Regions from separate parts of the Oryctolagus cuniculus genome. Here region 1 is linked to region 2. A link is a contact called in public Hi-C data. All regions are on one chromosome and are shown on one strand. The core of a region is the stretch at or near the end of the contact, and the rest is flanking DNA. Distances in the headings are between cores, read along the strand shown. Region 1 holds the start of GPC6 (glypican 6). Region 2 overlaps GPC6 (glypican 6).

Region 1 (4,004 bases), core at 426-2,925, 1.1 Mb before region 2:
CTGGTTCTCCTTCCACCTCAGATACCCTTTTTATTGAATAATCTGCTATATGCTGCCAAGTCATGTTGAATTGCAATGAGTCCTGGTATGAGAAAAAGGATAGAATATGTGGGTATCACTCACTTTCTCTGGACTGTGTGATACCTCCTACTGACTGATAGAAACAAGTTTGGAAGCCTTGTTGTCAAATATCAAAATGTCGTGCCTTCACTACACCAAGTCCTGATCCTTTTTCTACGAAGATTACATTTTTGTTATCTTAATTTTGGACTCTGAGGAAAGTAAGTTCAGTGGTTTAAGAAAGACCTGCCTATTAGAACAAATATCAAGAGGGCAAAAGTGATGCTTAAACTAGAAGTTTTGTTTATAGGAAGAAATGTTTAGGTCTCCAGTTTCACTCTGAGTTATGGCACTGGAAGGAAAAAAAACTACCCTGTAAATATGAGAGCATTTTTACAGCATTTCTAAGCTTCACTGAGGCTGGATATTGAACTTGGGAGTTTCTGGTGAGCAGAAGAGGATGGAGTGATTAAAGAAGAGATACCTAACAGCTTATAATGAAGATCCCTGCGATGGTAGTGACCACTAGAGTGTTTCAAATGTCAGGAGTCTTTCTTATTAATAGCACTATCAGAAAAGCATCTTCATGTGTCAGCTTACAGGAGAGTGCCACACACTGGGTGGTGTTCTACAGTAACTTCTGAATAATATGTTGACCTAATATACATATGGACATAAAAGTCAGTAATTATTAGTAGCATTAATTTTGACTTGGTTTCAAATAAACCACCTTAGTAGTTGCAGGGTTCAACATCTCTTTCTGCTCTTCAAGTTATTCCAGTGTGCCCACAGGCATAAGAAAATTAATGGAAATTAGTCAAGCCCAGCCCCAATTAACACTACTCTCCCATGTCAAAGAACCTCAGTGTGAATGAGAAGATGGGAAGAAGGAAATGGTTTGATTCCCTGATTGGAAGAAAATATTTTCTGATACCTGCCAGCATCTAGTGGGAGAGAAGACATCCTTTCTCCCCAGTGTCTCCTTCCATGTACCCCTTCTCTTGTCCTCTCATTGCACCTGCGTACTGCTGCTGCTTTGCTTTCCTGTTCACACCCTAAGCAAAATGATTTCTAAGCCAAGATTTTGGAGTATTTGAAGTGAAAGGGAGTGGAAGTGTTGAATTGAGAATAGGGGAATAAAAGAAAAACCTTATGGTCTCTAATGTGTACAAACTATCTGAATTGAAAAAATACATAAATCTAAACAGGAGTTGGACAATTAGGGCGCTGGTTGTTCTCTGCTGTCTAAGACCCGTGGTCTCCCTTGATTTTTAGTCTGGCTTTGTATTCCAGTAGGTCAAGAGCAACAATTGGAATTGCGTCGTCCTTAGCTGCCACAAAAATACAGTTCAACAGCATACGTTAATGACTTGGAGATACTTTGCCTTTCTAGACTGCGTGTTTACAGCCTTAAAGGTGGCATTTTGGATCCTTATAAAGGAAGGGAAGTGAATGAGAAAACCGGAACGTTTCCCTTTTTCCCCCCTCCTAGGGTACAAGGATCCAGTCCAGGTTTTGCCTCCGACTCGGCCTCTGAATTTCGGCTGTGCAATGTGTAGCACGTTTCTCTCTCCCCTCCTTTCTCCTTCCCTCCTGCCTCCTGTGTCTGTCTCCGGGATTTCTCTCTTCCTATTTCAGAAGCACTCTCACAGGCTCCCTCAGTCTGTGTGAGGCTGAGGTTTCCCCTGGATCCCGTACATCCCCAACACATACCTCCACTCGCATCCATCCCGGAGACACGCGCGCGCGCGCGCGCGCACACACACACACACACACACACACACACGCCTGCCCGTGCGCCTCCCTCCCGGAGGGCCGGCGCGCGTTCCCACCTTCACTGCACACTCCGCCAGCCCTGCTCCCAGAGCTCCCGGATTCTCGGAACTCGGATCGCAGCTCCGAACCCCAGTGGTGGATTTTTATAAACGTTTCTCCCTCCCCCTCCCCCCCTTTTTTTATTGCACCCATTCTGGTCTGGGGGGCTACCGGAACAAGGCGGCTGCTCCCCCAGCCAGCCCTGGTTGGCTTGCCATCCTCCATCAGGCTTATAAAAGTTTGCTGAGCGCAGTCCAGAGGGCTGCGCTGCTCGTCCCCTCGGCCGGCGGAAGGGGGTGACGCTGGGCAGCGGCAAGGAGCGCGCTGCTGGCTCTGGCGGGCTTTCGGCTGGAGGGGCGAGGTGAAGAGCGCACGGGCCTTGGGCTTTGCGGAGCTGGATTTGCATGTTGCACCATGCCGTCTTGCATCGGAGCTGTGATCCTTCCCCTGTCGGGGCTGCTGCTGTCCCTCCCAGCCGGGGCGGATGTGAAGGCTCGGAGCTGCAGCGAGGTCCGCCAGGCGTACGGTGCCAAGGGATTCAGTCTGGCGGACACCCCCTACCAGGAGATCGCAGGTAAGCGCGGCCTGAGCCGGCTGCAGCCCAGGGCGACCACAAGTCCTCCTGCCTGGCTGCCGGGCGCCCTGTTGCTGAGTTGGTGCTCACTTTCCGCGAGGGCTCTCTGGGGACCCCGCGCTAGGCGCTGGATGCTCTGGAGGCTTCTCCGGCAGGGGAAGGTGTGCGTCTCGGCCGCCTCATTGTGCGCGCACGCGGGAGCACCCTCTGTGCCTCCTCGCTGCGCCCTTCTGCCTCTCTTGTGGGTCCTAGCCGGGGAGCCCGGGAGCCGCTCGGGTGGCTGCGGGGTGAAGGCAGATCGCCGAGCAGGGCGCCCACCCTGCGCTTCTCGCTCGGGCAAACTTGTAAGAACTGCGACCGCAGTTTGCCTAGCGCCACAGTCTGAGCGGCGCCTTCTCCGCGCCCGCCCTCGCGCCGGCGGGGGCAGTGGAGAGACGCGGAGGGCTCCCCCAGCCCGGGCTCCACTCTCCGTGTCCTTTGGCGAGGCAGGGCGCACCACGCTGGGACTGGGAGCAGGCTGAGCCCAGGGACCTGGCCAGAGCTCCTGCCTCCCGGCTTTTTTGGGTGGGTAGGGTAGAGGGGATCGTTTCAAACACTGCTGGTTTCAGATTTGGGGCCGGCTTTCCCCTCTTGTTTCCTCCCCAACTCGGTTGGTCACTGGTGGTGCTGGAGACATCCCCGGCGCTACGCCGGGTCCTGAGCGCTGCCTCCCTTGCCCGCAGGCTCCAGATGCTGAGCCAACTCCAGAGGGTGGCTCGGTGGGGATTCGGCCAGGGGGGGTTCTCCTGCATGCCCCTGGCGTTCTCCACTGAGAGTCCCCACCCACCCACCCCTTTCTCGCGCCAGTGCGTGTCTTGCTGCGTCTCCAACTTGCACAGCAGCCCGGGTGCGTGTTTTCCGGCTCTTAGCTCCAACCGACTCCGAGCTGCTCTGGGGCTCTGAATGAAACGTGTCGGGCAGAGATAAGCCTTTGGCTTCGAGAGAGCAGAACTGAGCGAGGCCGGGAGATGCTGCGAGTGCGCGGGCTGCTCAAACCCGGTGGATGAAGTCCTCAGTGACCTCGGGTCCGAAAGGCGAAGCGCTGTTTCCGTCAGCCTATCTCTGTTTTGCCGGAGAACCGGGCCAGGGATCAAAAGGCGTTTTGTAGATCCCTGAAAACCTCCCAGCTCTGATACATTGTGGAGCCGCTACTTTTTATCCTGCTGGGTCTCTAAGTGCTAGAAATGAGAGTTTTTCCTTAGACTGAAATGAACACATTTACATAAGTTTGGGCATTGCCCCATAAAGCATGCAAAGATGACGCCAGCAGCGCTGTACGGATGGGGGAGCCTTTTCCATTCAGAGCCAGATATCCCCTTCCCTCGGAGGGAGGAGAGGCAAAGCCTGCGTTGAATTACTAGAGGGCTTTACAATCCCCACCGTGTCTTCGCCCCTTTGCGGAACTCCTTAATTTGTTAATCAATGCACACAGAACCGCTGCCCGCTCTGCTCCTTAACTCTCTCCACCCCCTTTCCCTTTTGCCTGCTGTCATTTCATTCTTTTTAATTAATTGAT
Region 2 (4,602 bases), core at 1,888-4,387:
CCAGTGCTGCAGTTAGAGGATTAACCAAGTGAGCCATGGTGCTGGCCCCTCAAATCCTAACCTCTCCTACCTGAGTGAGATCTTCATTGGTAATAGGGTCTTTGATGATGCAACCAAGTTCAGTTGAGGTCATGCTGGAATAGGGTGGGCCTAAAGCCCATGACTCGGGTCCTGAGAAGGAGGAGGAAATTAGACCAGACAGATCTGGAGGCAGACAGGCACAGAGTGAGAACACTGTGACCGTGGGGACAGAGATGGAAGGGTATAGTTGCAAGACACTAGATGCTAGCAATTTGCTAGTCGCCACCAGAAGCTGCAGCAGAGAAGAGGAGACCCTCCATTAGAACATCCAGGAAGAAACAAGCCAAAACCTTGACCTTAGCTTGTTGGCTCCCAGAACTTCATGCAAGGACATTCCTGGTGCACTTCCTATAGCAGCCCCAGGAAACTATATAAGCACGAAACTGACACCTGGGATCCCAGGGAAGTTCTGTCTCCATCTGTTGCTCTCTAAGGCCCAATCATCTCTGCCATTTTGTGCTCCAAGACCCTATCTGGAAGCTGCCTCTGCCAGTCCTGACTACCTCGTGCTCTGTCTCCCCTGGTCTATCTCCAGCAGAGCCATGCTCAGTGCTAGACTCTCTCCATCAGCTCCCTGATTATTTCTTTGAAGAGTAGCTGCCTGGAGTTTGCAGTTGATTTCTGCTTACCACTTTCCAGAAGAGGTTCGCAGGATTCCATAACTCACTGGATGGCCAATGTCACCCTGAAGCATGAGGGTTTTAAAAATTAAACCTGAAAACATATCTGAAAATCTCCTACCCTGCCAGAACTGATTAAAAAGTAGGGAAGGCAGAGAATAAAGTAACACCCAAGTGATCCTTGTCATCTCTGCCAGATTACATTTCCCCTGTGTAGCAACGAGGCGTCTATCACTCCAGGATCATCCGCTTATAGGGCAGGCCGAGTAAAGGTCATTTTGGTTTTTATTGATTCTATGGCTCTGGCATTACTCATAAGGATTTACAGTATTTAACCCACCAGGAGAAGCCGTGAACTAGAAATGCTTCCTGCGTGCCAGTGAGCCCACCATTTTCTAAGTGACACCAGCTCTGGGGTCCACTTCGCAATTGTCTCTAATGCAAGCCTGCACCTCTGCCTCTGCACAGAGGATGCAGCCTCTCGCTTCCTGGAACTGGTCTCTCCTTTGGCACAGGCTGTTTAGCTTACTAAGTGGCCTCATCCAGATACAGGGAGATATGAAAAACCCAGTTAGCACCGTTCATTTTATCTGTCAGCATCCACCATGAGCAAAACCGGGAGTGAGAAAATCAAAGTTGAAGAGCATGAAATGGGGAAAATAGAAAATTAAGGGTAGGATTTGATGACTTGTGAAGTGTTCTCACATGTGTTACAGGGGGCCTGAGACACACCAGAGACCCAGGCTAGAGACTTGTGTTTGTTGAGGAGTTAGTGAACGAAGAAACTTCACGAGCTGTTTTCAAATAAAGCATTATATCATTATTATTTTAACTGAAAAGTGTTCACCCTCAGGAGGGAATTATGGGTGTTCTAAATGCATGGTTAGTGTTCACTGGCCGTGTTCTTTCAACCAGCCGTATGTGAACCCTAGACTACAATGGGCCCTGAGGAAAAGGGGAAAGAAATCAACAATATTGATCCTGTCTTTATTTAAAATCTTCATAATTTATTCATTACAAAGTCTTTGCATTTGTTTTGAATATTTTTAAAAGATTGCATTAAAACATTATTCATCCTGCTTGATTGCTAAGTTTGTGGGCATCCCCACTGGAAATTTTACACCGCTGCAGAAGCCTCACTGGCCTCTTTTTAAAACAATCTTAAAGCATGTTTTGTTAAGAGGAGAATGTGAACATCCAGGTTTTAATTAACAGAGAATTTTGCAGGAAGCTTCCCTCGGAAGCAGGAGAGCAGTCTCTCACAGGAGCTGAAATCAGCGAGCCTCTCCAGGAGCAGTCCAGGCAGCACGAGGGGCGCGGTTTCCAGTCCACAGACTTCCCCTGGCCCGGAATGTCGGGATTTAAAAGTTTGCTGCGCTCATTAACGCCGGCTTGCCAGTTGCTGCACACAAGACCATTTCAAAACTTCACGACTCTGATGCTGTAATTATGCTCTTCGTGCCTGTTCATTGCCTCCGAGTAAGTCGAGGCCGTGTCTGCAGAGACCATCAGAGCAACGAACTGAATCCCTTCCCAGGAATATCTCCAGCCCTCACTACAGAGCACTTATTGTTTGTGCATTATTTTTTAGCATGAGGTCATTTACACAGCCTACAACTGCTACTTAACCCTTTACTTGTCTACACGCTCAGTAACTAGTATGCAACTGCACCTCCCTAAGAATAGCAATTAGGCTTTGCAAAGATCCCATATAGGAGATGTAACTTGTCTATATTTAATATATTCTGAACTAATCCATGAACTAACTGCAAATCCCTGTGCTTTAGCTTTTCCCTTTGTTGAATTAAATTTGGTCCAGTTTTATCCTAAGCTCTCAAAACATTGTAGGGAATTTCCTTTTTTGGAAAAATATGAGCTTCTAGCAGTCAAAGAGGGTTGGGATATAAAAATAAAATATTCTGAAATTAGCACTAGTATTATTACATTTATAAAGCAAATATATTAACCGATCTATATTTATAGAATCTCTAACATTTGAAGTGGATAATAAAATCCACCATTTTTCAACTTAGAACCTGTCAGGGAAAAGCACTTAGTAAAATTAATCCAAATCCGTCATCCTGTAACATCTGAGAAGAAACCTGCAGGTGAATCTTTTCCATCTTCACCGAGCACCAAAAAGACTCTCTGTCCTAATAACATCTAATACAGGGCTGTACTCCCTACTTAAAGAGAACAGAGATCAAAAAATTTGATTTTACGTGGGGAAAAAAGAAGTCACACTTGCTTTGCAAAAGAATTTAATTTAAATAGCAAGCTCCCTCTGAGTTCTTAAAATATGATTCAATTTACCGAAACGCTACTGGTGCATAGCAGAGAACATCCTGTTCAGCTCCTTTTATTTAGGGCTCTGCAGCTTTGCACTCAGAGAGAACATGCCCATTGCAAAGGTACTGTCTTTCTCCAGAAGGGACATAGTGCCCTCTATGTGCTTCATGGGAAACACACGTGTCCAAGTTTGCTGGAATCTTATGCACAGCTTATGCACAGAGCAAGAGGTGCTGTCTAGAGAAGCCTTCTCACTACCCAGACAGCAACCACCTCTCTGGACTGGATCCCCCACAGAGTGTGACAGCTTGTGATTGTTATTATTATTTTACTAAAATAATACTTTCATTGCCTGGGGCTTCTGTAACTGAGTACTGAAAATTGGATAGCTTAATCCAACAGAAATGTACTGCCTCGCAGGTCTGAAGACTGCAAGTGCAAAATCAATGAATCAGCGGAGCAGAGCTCTCTCCGAAGGCTTTGGGAGGGAATTTGTCTCTTGCCTTCTCTTAGCTTCTGCTGCTTCCAGCAATCCTTGGCTGCTCTTGGCTTGCGGCAGCAGCACTTCAGTCTCTGCCTCCATCATCACAGGGCCTTTTCCCTGCGGGTTTGTATCTGTGTCTCTTCTCCTTAGAGACATCAGTCACACTGGGTGAAGGACCCACTCTAAGACACGATGCAATCCATACAGCATGTATCAACGTGCAAATTGTGGAGCAGGGGCAGGTGCAAGTCTTTATCTCATCATACACTCCGTGTTGCAGTAGGTAGGATTTCTCTGATAAAAGCCAGTATCTGGCTTTGCGATATCCCACTCATGTGAATTAATGTACTAAAACTTCAACTTCACTTCTAAAAAGAACAGCACAATAAATAAGTCAACCATAGACCCAGGAGGCAGGACAGAGGTAGAGAGGGTAAGTATGGACTGGAGAGCATAAAGGTGGGAAGAGTAGATTGAGGATGAAAACAAAAATGAAGAAAGCTGACCTTGCAAGTAGGAAACAGGAAACATCAATGGTCCTAGAAGGACTGTGAACTTCGTCTTCTGATGCTTAACATCCTAAACTTCCATCCGTCTTGTTATTTCTCATGTCAGCTTCTTTAGCGTACTACTGACAACAGTGAGCCAAAAGAAGCCTACCAAGCATGTTTTTCCAACTGCTCCCTCTTGAATGCCCCATCTACTGAGATTTCACTTGTTCATGTAGTAAACAAGGAATTCAGAGTTGATGCCTTTGTTGAGTACATTAGCGGCATCACTGGAAGAGTTGCAAACACTGCTTTGTCAGCCTTTGTGTCACTCAGACTGCCTCATGATCTACACACACACGCACACACACACACACGCCTCTGTCTTTGGATTTGGAATAAATTAAATGATAAAGGCCAAAGCCTCTAAAACTGCATGTAGGAAAGCTCAAAATTAAACAGTTGTCTGGAAAGTTCCCCTAGTTTTCCAATGTAACTTTTCGGTATTACATGCTTTGATGGAGTATGACATTCGTGACAGGTATTTTTGGGCAACATAATCTGCCTTCAGAAGTGATCCAGCTAAATATCATGCCTAATGATTTCATACTAAAATACAAAATTAAATTTTCTTTTGAGG

What was found. A called contact is a pair of places that touch in the nucleus more often than the background predicts.
Region 1: a Hi-C map of embryonic fibroblasts shows a contact between it and region 2, with 3 times the contacts expected there. The contact joins the promoter of GPC6 here to the enhancer-like site in region 2. A contact is called at or near these places in 2 of 6 Hi-C or Micro-C datasets (embryonic fibroblasts and skin fibroblasts).

What each region holds. Positions count from the first base shown.
Region 1 is chr9:19,197,518-19,201,521 of mOryCun1.1, reverse strand. GPC6 (glypican 6) reads left to right here and starts at 1,675. Exons shown (of 9, transcript XM_002713000.5): 1 at 1,675-2,449. The coding sequence starts at 2,290.
Region 2 is chr9:18,082,361-18,086,962 of mOryCun1.1, reverse strand. All of the region lies in intron 6 of GPC6 (glypican 6), which reads left to right. Among named protein-coding and RNA genes, the nearest start is that of DCT, 160 kb to the right of the region's middle. Within about 2 kb of position 3,137, at least 2 of the 8 cell types and tissues checked have an H3K27ac peak or open chromatin away from gene starts, as enhancers often do.